Regions from separate parts of the Astyanax mexicanus genome. Here region 2 is linked to region 1. The links are chromatin contacts, called in public Hi-C maps. All regions are on one chromosome and are shown on one strand. Each heading gives the region's core, a stretch centred on a gene start, on an enhancer-like site or on the middle of the called end of the contact. The rest is flanking DNA. Distances are from core to core; before and after follow the strand shown.

What was found. A called contact is a pair of places that touch in the nucleus more often than the background predicts.
Region 2: a contact with region 1 is called in a Hi-C map of muscle, with 5 times the contacts expected there. The contact joins the promoter of canx here to the promoter of sqstm1 in region 1. A contact is called at or near these places in 2 of 3 Hi-C or Micro-C datasets (both in muscle).

The regions. Positions count from the first base shown.
Region 1 is chr10:17,978,371-17,985,874 of AstMex3_surface, reverse strand. It overlaps sqstm1 (sequestosome 1), which reads left to right and starts at 4,689. Exons shown (of 7, transcript XM_049484198.1): 1 at 4,689-5,015; 2 at 7,013-7,108; 3 at 7,329-7,504. The coding sequence starts at 4,847.
Region 2 is chr10:18,205,256-18,212,759 of AstMex3_surface, reverse strand. It overlaps canx (calnexin), which reads right to left and starts at 4,485. Exons shown (of 15, transcript XM_015603429.3): 1 at 4,408-4,485. The coding sequence starts at 4,419.

The DNA of each region.
Region 1 (7,504 bases), core at 3,440-5,939:
GGGCAGAAAATGCGTTCAGTCTTCCGTGTTTATCTTCTGTAACTTTCTCGAAGTTTCGAGGTCTTCCAGATGGGGAGTCGCGTGGAGGAGCTGTGATGATGAGCTAAATAAACACGTGGGAGGAATCACGTGGTATGATGTGAGTCAGAGAGTCAGGTGACCTCGCGGCTCCTCACCTCATCATCATCCAGCAGGACAGCGGGCTTTTCCGCCCTGCCCGAGAAAAACACCGCGATACAGGCGCTTCTACAGGCTGCAGGGTGGAGCTGCTTATCCACCGAACATTCTTACCTCCATAAAATAATGATTCAGCCAGAATCACAAGCTGCTCCACTGTAAACTGTTTATTCAGTCTCAGTGTGTTACAGCTGTTCAATAGACCTTCACTGAATGTTTTTATTTAATAAAAACATGTAGCTAAATGATACTTTTAATAAATAATAACATTTTAAACGATATTTATAATTTATAGTGTACCTAATACATCCACAAAACGTATAAAGCTGTGCAAAAATTATGTTAAATTATATTGTGGGACTGCTAATATATAAATAACTATATAAAACAACTGTGGGGAATATTTGCTTTTTAGTATACTTAAGTATTAAAGGTAAAAACTGAAAATGTGGTTTATTATGGCCGTAGTGTGTTATTTCAATTGTTGTAATAAGAATAAGTTAAAGTTCATGTTCATGTATTATTGTGTTTTTATATCATAGAGTAGTATAATATAACATATATCCTAAAATATACAGCTTGTATAATATTCTTAGATTCTAATCTTTCTTATACTAAGACAGAAGATATACAATGAATGTGAATTTGGTAGATGTTTACAAGCACAAATTTACAAACTCGCTAATACCTATAGAGCTAATATGAAAATAAAACTTTGATTAAACACAAAAAGTACTACAACAAACACTAGGGATGTGGTGACTTGTGAGATTGTGGGATCTTAAACAAGGTTGTGGATTAAATATTTAAATATGCTAAGCAGTCACATTGGGGCCCTTAATCAAGACAATTAACTTTCTCTTCTTTTCTGTGTCAGTGTAAATAATGTTTTAAAGGTCTATATAACTATAACTTAGTGCAATGATTTTAATAGTTTAATAAAGGTTCTTTACACTCACACTCAGACCAGCTGGTCAATCAGAAAAACATCCCCTCTGCTGGCCAGGAGGCTAGTTAACAAGCTACCCTACCACCGGGTTTGTACAATGCACACTGTACTCAGTGTTTGCTGTACATTGTGTACTTCATATTAATATTGTTAGTTCCACATCTTCAGTGTTGTCCCATAAAATGATATAATGAAATACTTACAAAAAATGTGAGGGGCTTGCTTACTTACTTTTGTGAGTAAAATAATAAATTATTAAATAATTTTTTACATAAATACATACAAAATTGACCAGATGTATTTTATAGCTCACACTTTTGCTTTGCTAGATTAACTTAAAATCAAACAATGTACTGCAAATTCGTGTGTGTGTGTGTGTGTGTGGCCTCTTTAGGAATCTTAGGAAAGAGTGAGTCGAATGAAATAGTTGCGACACTGAGGTTTGGAACATCCCCATCTAGGTTTGGTATGCGGTTATATTTAACAGAAAGGTCACAGAAAGAGTCATAATCACAGTTTATTTTAATCTGTTTTTACTGTGCTTTGGAAACTGTCAGTATTTTGGTTCATACCTTTATCACCGTGTTTCTATCTCAGTGGCCCCAGACACTGTTTTCATTAATCTGCTACTGACAGTAAACCCTCTGATTTACCACAAGACCAGTATATTAGATTAAATGTCTTTGGGGAAACCTAAACAAAGCTTTAGCAGTTTCCAAAAGCTTGGAATTTAATCCTTCTCACACAATTGCATAACCTAGATGAACAATCAAGTCAGCCCACTTGTGTTTCAGCGCATGTGAATTACAGAATGTTCTGAGGGTCACTGTTCCAGTTACTATTTAAAAAAAGAGCATTTTAGAACACAATTTAACCTACAGAATTTCATGCATCTGCTCAGCTAATAAAATGTGTGTGTTATGATGAGTGCTGTCACTCATCATTTTTGAAGTTTAATTAAATACCCCAGCCATAAGAGCTATTTTATTAAGAACCTTTAAACTGGTAGGAAACGTTACACGAAGTTCTATAAAAGGTTTTGCACAGTCACACATCTCTATTGTAATCTTTATTCATCTAGTTTTTTGTTACAACTCTTTACTGTGAAGAACCTTTAAATTGTTTCGGAATTTTTATATCAAGTGAAGGTTCTTTTGATTGTTCTTAAGAAAGCAAAGAGTGTTTTCATCAGATGCAAAAACAGATAAAGATGTGTTTGTAGAATCACACCTATCTGTTGTCACAAATAAACATATTCATATCAATATTGTGTAATTCCTTCTATAAAACATTGTTTAAAAACATGAAAAGTGCCCACCACAGTGAGTTAATCAGAGTGGGTAGTTTTTTTTAGAACTTTGCATTTCCCACCAAACTTCCCATGGCTTTGTTTACATCACAATCACGTAATAATGGAGAAGCTTTGACAAATTGTTGGATACTTTAGTTTCATGATGGACGGCATCACTGTGGCATTTTGTTTACTTCAGTGTATTAATTATTTGGAAAAGTGTCCAAATACTTTTGTAACTAACCTTCCTACACACACACAACTTGTTTGAACTTGTTTTGGTTAAATCTGGTTACAGAAATCCTACCCAGCAGCATATGTTACTCTACAGGTGTGTTACTATTTGTGCTAGTCATTGTGACACAGCACTTCACACATATCATCTTGCATGAATGAGAGCTTTAGGAGAGCACAGGTTGGAAATGGCTATGTTGATCTAATACTGAACAAATCACACAGTATTTCACTTTAAACAGGGTGATTGCATCAGCATTGAAAGGTGGATTAAACCAGAATAATCTAGAACAACCAAACCAAACAAGCACAGATCACACAGGCTGGGTTAATGCCAAACCAAATGACTGCTGTTAATACTGGAGGTCTAAGTTAATTAGTGCACATGCCCAAATGTTGGAAAAGCTGTTAAATTACACCATGTTATTAAATCACAACATATTCTAATACATTACACCAGGTTATACCTACAGCTGTCTGTGTCCTGGCCTTGAATACAAAGCAGCAGCGCTGCTGTCATTTTCAGCTTTCTGAAGCTTATAGTGGTTATGACTGTGTGGCTGGAAGATGTGTTCATTCAATAATGTGGTAAACTCTAAGGCCTTAGGTTTGTGGTGTTGTTCATTCCTGTTAAATGTCCTTCTATCTCTGCAAGGGATCTTTGCTTTTTGCTGACGCAGTTTGTTTGGCCAATGCTGTCATGTTTTTCAAGACTGTTTCCCATGAAACATGAAATTAGTTTGTGTCTATTGCCCTTGTAATTCAGACAGACACTAACAATCAGGTGTCCTTAGAAGCTGCTTTAGTATCAGTAGATATCAGTTATATTATCATATTTAAAGATGAATAATTAGTCATATTACAAGTATAACATTTCCATAATGTAATATAGTTACATGTTGTAAATTATTGATGTGAAATGTTTGGCTTGCTGTTTACTTTAGCTACCCCGCCACCACCACCCGCAGCGGCAAGACCCGTAGAATTAGAAGGAAAACGTGGCGACACCCCTGTTTCTCCCTAGTGTTGCATAATGCACCTTATAAAACGGTACGCCTTATGTATGAAAATAGATCAGAAAACAGACGTTCATCAATAGTGCGCCTTGTAATCTGGTGTGCCTTATAGTGCAAATACTGTATTTATAGAGATCTAAAACCAAACATTTCTTAAATAAATATTTATACTTATCAAATGTACATGAATTAGCATTTATACTAGTCAGAAATATTTTTTCCAGGTTTATTTATTATTTTTTTCATGTAATAATGCAGAACAAAATCCAATCCAATCAAATAAGTCTAAGCAAAAATAGAGGGAAAAATACAAAAAAGGTACGCTGAAAAAAAGAATACTAAAAAAAGAAACATAAATAACATAATAGATAGAAAAACACAATCATACAATAAATATTCAACAGTTACTCAGGAATAACAAAGGATTGTAAGGTCCTCACATATACAAAGAACGGTTCCCACATTTTCTTAGGTGCTCAGCGAGCCTCTAATGGTGTACCTGATTTTCTCCATTTTGACACATTAGTAAGAAATAGTTTATGTTATAAGGATATGTTGTGCTGTGACTAGTTAGAATGGTTTTATAAATTAATGGGTCTGATATTATTACTAACAAACATTTTATAGATGAATCTTTAACTCTGAACGATTCTACTAGTAAAAATAGCATTACAGGGTTTTGTAATTTGAAGTGTTGGTAGTAAAATTAGTTTTACTTTAGTTTAACTGATTTTAGGTTAAAAAGGCGCTGTATGCACAGTGACAGAGACATGTCCTCGGTGGTGATATCAGGGGGAAATCCCCGGGTGGAAAGTGCTGTGTCATTCCTCGGCCTTTAACATCCCCCCTGTGCTTGGCCCCGCCCACCCCCCCCCCCCCCACCCCGCGCTGTTGTACTGCCTCTGATCACAATAACACGCCGTGAGCTTTGTCCGCCTGTCAAGAAGCACTTAGCCCCGCCCCCCAGGACCCAGGCCGTGTTTCCGATTGGGCGGCTGGGCGGTATAAAAGCTGCGGCTGAGCGGGAGGGCAGGATCGGAGAGGAGCCGCGGCTGCAGGAGGCGTGACGCTCAGCTGACTGCTGATTTAAAGGGAAGTGAATTTCTGCTGCGCAACAAACCCCACAGCCCGACTTCTTGATCCGCAGCAGTTTGTGTCGCGGGAGAAAAAGACGCGAAAATGTCGATGACCGTCAAAGCTTACCTCCTGGGGAAGGAGGACAGCCACAGGGAGATTCGGCGCTTCGCCGTCGACCAGGACGTGTCGACAAGTTTCGAGTACCTGAGCCGCAAAGTGGTGGATGTTTTTACCAACCTCCGGAATGCCACATTCCAAATGTACTACAAAGGTAAGTTAGGACTTTAATACAGAAATAATCTCTTTAACTAGATAAAGTTATAATAGTGTGGGGTTACACAGGCTGGGCTCCTTCCTCCAGTGTTTGGTTTAATGGGACTTTAACCTGAATGGGTTATTTATTAACCGGCCAACCGAGGCCTTAATACCACCTTATTACACTGTAACTAATTCTTAGTTACTTAGCGAGGTTAGCTAATGGGCATCGTGTAATCTGGTTAAATCTGAGCTATAGCCTCTTTTCACTATTACACTATGACATTATGACTTTGGTCTGGTTATAAAACTATACCTTAAACAAGTTTATTTTGTGTATATATATAACTGAAGTGCCCCCTGCTGTATGTGTATATATATATATATATATATATATATATATATATATATATATATATATATAGTATATATGTAATGACAGTAAGCTATAATTAAGTTTACAGTATAATTATAATGTGTTTTAAGGTTTTTAGATAGCTAATATTCTAACTTCAGTATAAAGAAACAGACAGTAAGCTAGGTTAGCTAGTTCATGTTCATGTTCATCAGCATATTATATCAACACAGGTTCAGCTGCTCAGACTTGTTTTCCTTCATTGTTTCTGGTTGTGTGTCGACTCCACCCTTGTAATGGAAATACACCTAATTAAGCTCAAACAGAGTTTTGTGTTTAAATCTCTAAATGAGATGTTTTACAGCATTTCAGCATATTTTCATGATATATATATACATACATACATTTATACATATATGTACAGTGGCAGTATTTGCCCTCTTACAGATTTCTTTTGAATTTTTGTCATACTTACATTTTTCAGATGATCAAATTTTTATATCAAACAAACTATCCAAACCAATCTAGCCCTTTGTAAAAAAAAGTGTTTGTCCCCCATAAATTAACTGATTAATCACACTTTGGAAAGCTGAGTTCAATTTCACTATCCACAACCAGGCGTGATTATTGCCAGACCTGTAGAATTAAGAACACTGAACCTTCCCAGGAGTGGCCGGCAGACCGAAATTATTGCAAAATGGCATGGACAACTCATCCAGGAGGTCACAAAATAACCTAAAACAACATATAAAGAAGTGCAGGTCTCACTTCCCTCAATTAGATCAGTATTAATGATATAATAATGAGAAAGAGACTGGTCGAAAGTTGTACCCATGGAAGAGTTCCAAGGCAAAATACACTGCTGACCAAAAAGAACAGCCCGTCTCACATTTTTCAAAAAACATCTTGGAGACTTTGGACAAATGTTCTTTGCACTGATGAGACAAAAGTGGAACTTTTTGGAAGGTTTGTATCCCTCTACAAATGGCGTAAAACTAACACATAATTTTAGTAAAAAACATCATCCTGAATGTAAAACATGGTGGTGGTAGTATGATGGTCTGGGGCTGCTTTGCTCCTTCAGAACCCGGAAAACTTGCTGTAACAGATGGAACCAGGAATTCTGTTGTTTACTAGACAGTCCTGAATGAGAATGTACAGCCAACTGTTCATGACCTCAAGCTCAGGCGTACCTTGGTTCTGCAGCAGGACAATAACCTGAAGCACACAAACAAGTCCACCCCTGAAAGTCTCTAAAAAAAACAAAACAAAATGAAGGTTTTGGAGTGGTCTAGTCAATATCTGATTAAGATGCTGTGGCATGATATTATACAGGCTGTTCATGCTCGAAAACCCTCCAATGAGGCTGAATTAAAATAATTTAATTTAATTCAGTCTTTTACACAGAGATGTGAAAGACTCATTGCAAGTTATCAGTAAAGCTTGATTGCAGTTGTTACCGCCAAGGGTAGTGCAACAAAGTTATTAGGCTTAGGGGTAAAAAAAAAATCACGAAAGGCTAAAATGGTTTGAATAGTTTTTTCCTTTAATAAATAAAATTATAATTTAAGTTTTATATTTATTCAGGTAATATTAAAGTTTGTTTAATAATTAGAAAAATATTAGAAACTCATTTCCGCTTTTCTCTTGTCCTTCAGATGAGGATGGTGACATGATTGCCTTCTCCACTGATGATGAGCTCATGATGGGATTGACTCTGGTGAAGGAAGACACCTTCCGTCTCTTCATTAAGGGTAAGTTGCATAAGAATGCAAACGGTTGTTTGTGAATCTTACATAAAGATTTTATTAAGAACATTTTGGCAAACATTCAGTGTGAGAATCTGTGGAAATGCTTGATATCATCTGATCAGACCTAAAACCTAAAGCATAAAACCAGTTTTAATCCTTTTTTCACAGTTAATAACCTTCTTAATAATAACCTGTTTTTTTTTTTGTTTTTTTGTTTTTTCAGAAAAAAAGGAGCACAAGCGTGACTTCTCTCCACATGGGTTTCCAGGGTTTTCCTTTGGCCATCCTCCAGGACCACATCACATGGGGCCACCTGGGCACCATCATGGTGGACATCATGGCGAACATCATGGGGGACATCATGGAGGACATCACGGAGGACATCATGGTGGGCCCCAT
Region 2 (7,504 bases), core at 3,236-5,735, 230 kb before region 1:
ATATCACCTCACATGTTAAATAGATGTGGGTCAAGACATTGAAAGACTATTGGAAGGCTTTATGGTCAATTTAAATACTTGCTACCCTGTTATTTATAATAATTATTTTATTAGTCATTAAATTACTAATGCCAGGTGTTGAAGCAGTGGAACTGTGTTCTCTGAAGTGATTTTTCTCCATCTTATCGTTTTTGGGATGAGTACAACAGTTGTGGCTGAAGTGAGGTCGTGATGATCCAACATCCTGATTTCACAAACATTCTTGTCACTGAATGCAATCAGATCCTTACAGCAATGCTCCAAAAATATCTAGTAGAAACCGTTTTTGTACATTAGAGGCAGTTAAACCAGATAAACTTCTTCTTAACAGCCTTCATTTCAAAAGAAACTTTAAATGAACAGGTGTCCCATTATGCATTTAACACACTATCAAGTAGTAGCCTGGTGCACATTTGCACTAATCAATAGCAATAAAACACCATAGTGTAATAAAAGCTCATGTGGTGGTGTTGATGTTTCTCCTGCTTGCTCTGACTTAGCAGTCACAGTGCCAAGTGTGACACATCCTGCAGCTCTGTGGAGCAGCAGTGTGCCCATCCAGAAAGTACGACGGGCAGTTCCCCAGCAGCTGGTGCCTGCCTCAATCAATGTGATGCTATGTGTAAACAGCAACTGCTGTGTTTGCATACAGTCATCTTTTGTGTGCCAAATGTGGGTCTTTATAACATTTGCTAAGACTTAAGGTATATAAGCATGATTGCTGGAGCAGCATGAAATATACCCACTGTGTCACCAACCATCTATTGGTGCTTACTGCATTTCAGTACTAACACATTAGCACCACAGAAACAAAAGTACTGAGCCACCTGCTCACTGCAATTAAAAATGAGTTTGTCCTGCTTTTGTTGAGTAACTGTCTTATGTCCTCTTCTCTGCTGTGAGGATTTGCTTAGGAACAAGAGTGTTAGTGAGGTCAGAATATTCAGTCAGTATGATTACCACCAGCTCAAAGTTGGAGTGCCTCATACCCCTTTTAGTCTATACCTGGAATTAGACATATAGACATGCCAACAGGTTTATAAGTATTTGGTCCAGGGAGTCCTATTCTACTGATAACACTTCTCTACAATGACTAGAGAAGCTGTGTGTGTGTACATTTGCACATCTGTGTCAGCAATAGGTGAAACTAAAAGCAGCTGAATGCATTCATTAGAAGTAGTGTCCACAAACATTGGGGCAAATGTTGTGCATTAGCTTTGCATCTTCAGTGCAAACAAATCAGGCTGTTTAGACCCCAAACATGTCTTTGCTGACTGATTACATTCATGATAAAAAGAAACTTGTCTAAATTTGTGGACCACTCCCTTTAAAATAGTCCACCAGGACTAAAGCGACCATGTAGTTATTTATAAATAATTGTGCTTTAAACCCTCCCTGTCCCAAAAGAGTAAGACGCCAAACAGTGGGGGCAAGAGCCAATTCAACAATGTTGACAACACAATCAAAAGCACAGTGCAGGTTTTTCCTGCTGTGTTGTCTTCCAAGACCCCACAGAAAGGCTGACCAGCACTGAGGAGATCTAGCTTCCTGATTAAACTGAGCCGTGTCCATCAATCCAATCAGAAGGGAGTCTAATCTGCTAGCAGCCTGACACCCCGAACCTACAAAACCAGTAGCCATGCAAATTAACTCCAGCTGTTCCTCAAATGCTCATGACCCCACCTTAATCTCAATAAACTCTGCAATTGATTACAATTATCCAGCCTACGGTGGCTAATCAAAGCGCTCACTTAGAAAAACCTAAATGCTAATTATAATTTTCACTTTCAGTAAGTCAGGCCACATGATGCATCTGGTTTAAGGAAGTGAGTAAAATAAAAATCCAAATAATATAACTTCTTTGTAAACTCAGTGACTAAAGCTAAAGCCTTTTTACACTCCACTGTGCCAGCTTGTTCTGGGTTCCATCCAGGCCTAAGATTTAGAAAAGGGGGAGGGTAGTGGGGTCATGGTCTATACATGAGGCCAGGGAGTTCCAAGTGATAGCAATTTCCACTGCAACTTAAGCTGTAAAATAGGTAATGCAATGAATGATAAGACGGCTAGTGCACTGATCTGACCTAGTTTGGCAAGATATCAACAGTTGTGAATCTAAAAATGTCTGTTGGAGATTGTCCTTCCCTTGTTTCTGTGCTCTCTTGTGTCTTGCGTCTAATATTAAAGTAGAGGATCACTTTAAATCTGATGCTCAGAGGTTAAAGTAGTTTTAAAAAGTAATGAAAGTCTATGTAGGCAAAAGTCTGTGACACAGCCTGCTATTGTGTTTGCATGGAAGCTCTAGTGGAAAACCAGCTAAATAAACAGACTTCAGGCACCAAACATGTCTTAACAGGTGGTATGACACCACACACACAAAAACAAACATGGCAGGGGTCTGGGGTATTGAAAGATAGTTTAGCCTAAAATGATACAAATGATCCTAACTCGTATCACTAACTCGTAAAGTGTTTCTTGTTAAAACTCATTTCAGATAATGGACATAACATTGTACTCTTAAAAATGTCATCAGCTCTCCAGCCATTCTGACTGCATTTTTATTTAATTTTACCAAGACGACAACATAATTCTACAATTTAATTATACTGTAATGATTTACATGGAATTTCATGCTCTCTTATCTACATTTCTCTCTACAGATTAACTAGATAAAACTCCACATACATACATCTAATTACGTTTTACTGATAGACACTGTAATTCCAGATATCTCCACTGTAATTCTGGGTAAATAAGTACAAATCCACATAATCTGGACCCTTTATGGCTTGAATGGTTAATACCATATTTTTAATGTATTAATTAATTTTATTTTTAATATAAAATGTTACAAGGTATGTATATGTCCAATACAATGAGGCATAAAAAATGAACTATATGTGCAATAATTTGTAACAAAGTATATTTGGTTGTTTATATTCTAAATATATTTTCACATTTTTGTTGTAAGCTTGCTGAATTTAGTTCTGAAAAAGTTCTGATGGAGAACAATCCCACACAGTGTTTTTTTTTCTTCCAAAAATATTTTTTATAATTCTCGCCACAGCCTGTAAGCCTTAATTAAATTGGGGCTAGTATGGGGTGTGCGTTAGTGCTGGTCAGTTTGGAGGTTGTGGAAGCAGAAAAAGCTGACAATTATTACTGAAGTTATTCTGTAACGACCCACAAGCAGTGAGAAGAGACCAGCATTGTCCTGGTTTCCTGTGTCCTGAGTCACGACTCCTTCATGTGAGGACAAACTCTTAAGAGCTATGGACCATTAACTAACTAACACAGATAAGACCCTCATATTACTCGACTTCAGCTGTCACAGCCTGTTTACCCTTTTGGAGTCCTGTATCTGGAAGTTTCCATGTCTGAACAGAGAGCTGGGCTACACAGCTCAATATGACTAACGTTAGCTAGCGGTGGTTACTTGTGCCACACCGGTTGGGCTGGTTTAACCCCTGGTTTCCAGTCTAACGTTATACCCCCACTTTTAACCTGCTAGTGTCTCAGCTAGCGTTAGTCCAGCCGCAGCTCCGAGCAGGGGACAGGGGCCGTTTAATTAGACCACGAATATCGAGTAATATCAAGTAAAAATAAACAATTATTCGCGGTGTAAACTCGCTTTAATGACTAATGTTACTAATCTATTTGCAGCTACAACTGATTCAACGTGTTAACATTAGGTTAGCCCTCCCCCAAATTAACGTTAATACGGAGATTACAGACCACAACACGCAGGTTTAAAACATTTCATGACTCCACAGAATTCACTCTGCATGATTTTTATAAAACTGAGTTTTGCTCTTGAAACGCGTAATTTACACATTTTAACATGACAGTTGTACGGCTAGCAGAGCAAGCTAACCAGCTCGCTAACCTAGGTTAGCTAGTAATGATGGAAAGTCCGACTCTCCGAACTGACCAAACCGATTCTCTCAAACAAATCCGATTATGAACCGATACAAATACATTCAAATAGGAATAACAGTTATTTATACATAAAATAACCTACACCTCTTTTAAGCTGAATTAAGAACTATTAGTTACAACTATTCTGACATTTAAGGATAGCTAGAAACGTTCCGCGTATTTACTAAAAAAAAAAGATTCAGATTTGAGCAAGCATCGGTTTAACCAATTGACTAAAGTGAATCAGTTCAAATGAACCGATTCACCCACGTCCCGGCCTCAGAGCCACGCAGATCCTCAAACTCGCCCCCGGTAAACTCGCTATCTGCTCACTAAAGCTAATAATCAGAACACACACAGAACCCGAAGCTGCAAATAAAACACAATAGCTAACAGCGCGTCTGCGCAGCTACAGCTATACACTGTAATTCTGAGCGCTGGAGTTTCACTTACCGCTGCTCTCATGTAGCACACCGCCTGCAACTACAGCGTATCACGTGTGGCTACGGAGAATGATGGCCGTTATTGTAGGGCCACCCTCACGCCCTCTCTGATTGGCTAACGTGTCCCGTTTGAACACGCCCCCGCGGAATTATCAAATACCGATTGGCTGCATTTTACGCCAATTAACACAAGGCGGCTCCACCTCCGACCTGAACCTCGTGGACAGCTCTGATTGGGTTTCCACTACGGGGAAGTGCATGCTGATTGGACAGTGGACGGGAGGAGACGCGGAGGGCTGTGAATCTCTCTGAATGAAAGTCTTTTTAATAGAGTTTAATAGAGAAACACGTTTCCCTAAATGACCTTCAGCTATCAAATGCTATCAAAAAAATACATTATAAAGAGCTGAGTAGTACTTTTTATTGTGTTCAGACGCTGAATTCTGCTACAGCTAATCCTGACTGTCACTTTTTTTTTTAGATTTTTTTAGATCCTAGATCTTCCTGTTTAGAAAACACTTAAAGCAGCAGTGCAGATAACCAAAGGTGTAAAAAAATATTTTATTTCTTTTTCAGGTAGAAGTATAGATACCCTGGTTTAAAAAACTTCTGTAGATGTTGAGGTATCAACTTAAGCTTTTTACTCAAGTAAAAATGTGAAAGTACTGGTTTCAAAACTACTATAAAAGTAAAAGTAATGTAATGGCCATTAAAGGAAATTAACTTGGGGTGTAGTGAAACTTGATAATTGGTACAAATGTTTTTATTAGGGCATAGCATTGTCCATGCAAAGAAATAACTTTTACCACCATAAACAAGGCTTTACTATTAACATTAACACCACTAACGGTGGTGTTAAAGTTTAAACGTCAGGGCCCCCGGAATTCTGCCAATGAAGTGTGGAGCCATTTTGAGCTTGTTAATGGTGTGAAAATAATTTATTTGCATGGGTAATGCTATGCCCCTATCACTAGCACTGGCATTAGCATCGGCTAAAAAGGCTGTATTTCGCAATGCTGGGGGTGAGCAGAGACCCATTTCCTATAGTGCACTACCCCACCTCCCCCCCAAAAAAGCTAAAAGCCATATCGACTATATAGATATATTAAAATGTTAATGTTGAAAATTTTGTAATGAACTAGGCTACCTGTGTTTCAGCCACATATACCGTATATACTTAAAAATTGCTCAAGTTTTCTTGAGTCTTTGCCACGGATCGTCTTCATACTAGGCTACATATGCCTGCTATGTTCTTGCTGGAGTGTGGGCGTGATGTAATGTCACGTATAAACCAATAGGGAGTCGGAATGATATATGTTTATACTTCAAGTCCAAGAAATGTATACTTAAGTAAGGTAACAAAGTATTTGTACTTCCTTACTTGACACCTCTGTAGATACATACACAGTTACATACTGTTTGACTAGCCAACCTTTACCACTGCTGTGACAATGGGGTTGATGGTTTATTAATGCTTGAAATTGAATGGCTGCTGGTGAAGAATCAGAATCAACATTTAGTGCAGTCCAGTTCAGTGCAGTTTGTTTTTTTACTAAAGTAATTTAACTGTAATAAACAGCTCATATCATATCAGGTTAAAAAAGAACCCAGAAAACATGCCTATGTGGGGCCTGTATGGGTAGCCCAACTATGAAACAGAAATTTTTGTATGAGTTCTAAAAAGTCTATTTTAAGATCAGTTTTTGTTGGTGAATTTTGTTGAAAAGATTGTCATCCATGTGAAAACTAACCATATGATGGTATGCCAACTGATTATCCCCTGCTACATATTTCAGCTCAAGACCAGTTAGTCATTCAGAAAAAAACAAGCCCTATGCTGGTTGGGTAGCTTGTTAACTAGCCTTTGACCTGCACAGGGCATGCTTTTTTCTGGATGACCAACTGGTCTTGAGCTGGGATCTTTAGCAGATTAATGGTTGACCAGTGTGGTTGACCAGAGTTCACTTTAAAATGTTAGTTTTATATTATTATTATTAAAAACACAGCTACACTTCCAAACGTGAGTATACTATTAACCACTATTATACTTAGTATTAGTTATCCAAATTTCACCATTTTAGCCACAGCAAACAAACCTACTTTTTCCTTTATTCTGTGTAAGCGGACTACAGGATTACATTTACATTACACTGTTACTCAACAAGAGCTTAACAATAGCAAAAGGGAGATTTTGCATCACGACAAAGCCTCTGTGCATCTGATTAGCATCTTAGATTCTAATAAATACTTTTGCTAGGACAAAGCAATTCACACAGGGCTATTTAGTGCTTTAGGTCACACTTTGATTACTATCCTTTCTTGATTGCAGGTATCCTTCACACTTAACCCAACCTTGGTTTCACCCTGCCCTGTGGGCAGTATCGCTGGTCTACTAGCTAACTGGCTAACTATGCTACCTTTGTGAAGAACACTGAATTTTAGACTGCAAACAGATAATTCAGAAAGAGAATAGAAGAATAACAGACTGAATTATGTAACTTAATAACCAAGTTCTTTAGTATGACTACTAAGAAATGTCTGTTAAACTATTGTGGAGATTTGTAATGGAATGGGAAAGAATCACCAATAAGTGTTATTTTAAGTGCTAGTCTACAAAATAAAACCTGTCACATTAGATTGTGCCTGGTGCTCCTATACATTATGAAAAATCTGCTTATCAGCAACACTGTTTTAACCTTACTAGGTTTTGGTACATGCACAGACTAAGGAGGCATCTATGGAAGTCACCAAGCGTGAAACCCAGGGGGAGGGTACACTAACACTAAACCTAGAAAACCTAAACCAAATTCCACTCCCAATGGAGTCAACACAACACACTGCAGAGACCCCCAACACACTCTTAGAGGAATTCAGTTTCAGCCATATTTAAAACACAACAGGCTTAAAGCTCTTAAAGTGGGAGCAGTCTATGACTATAACACTGAAATGGGCTTTATTATGGAGGCTTGTTTGGCTTATTTCTGACAGCAGTATGACAAAGTTGATTTGAGTGTGTTAAAAGAACCTTACTGTGTAGATTTGTTACTTAAGCCACAGCTATCAGAGTGTATCTGTCCATAAGTGTATTTTAGTACATCAGTATTAAG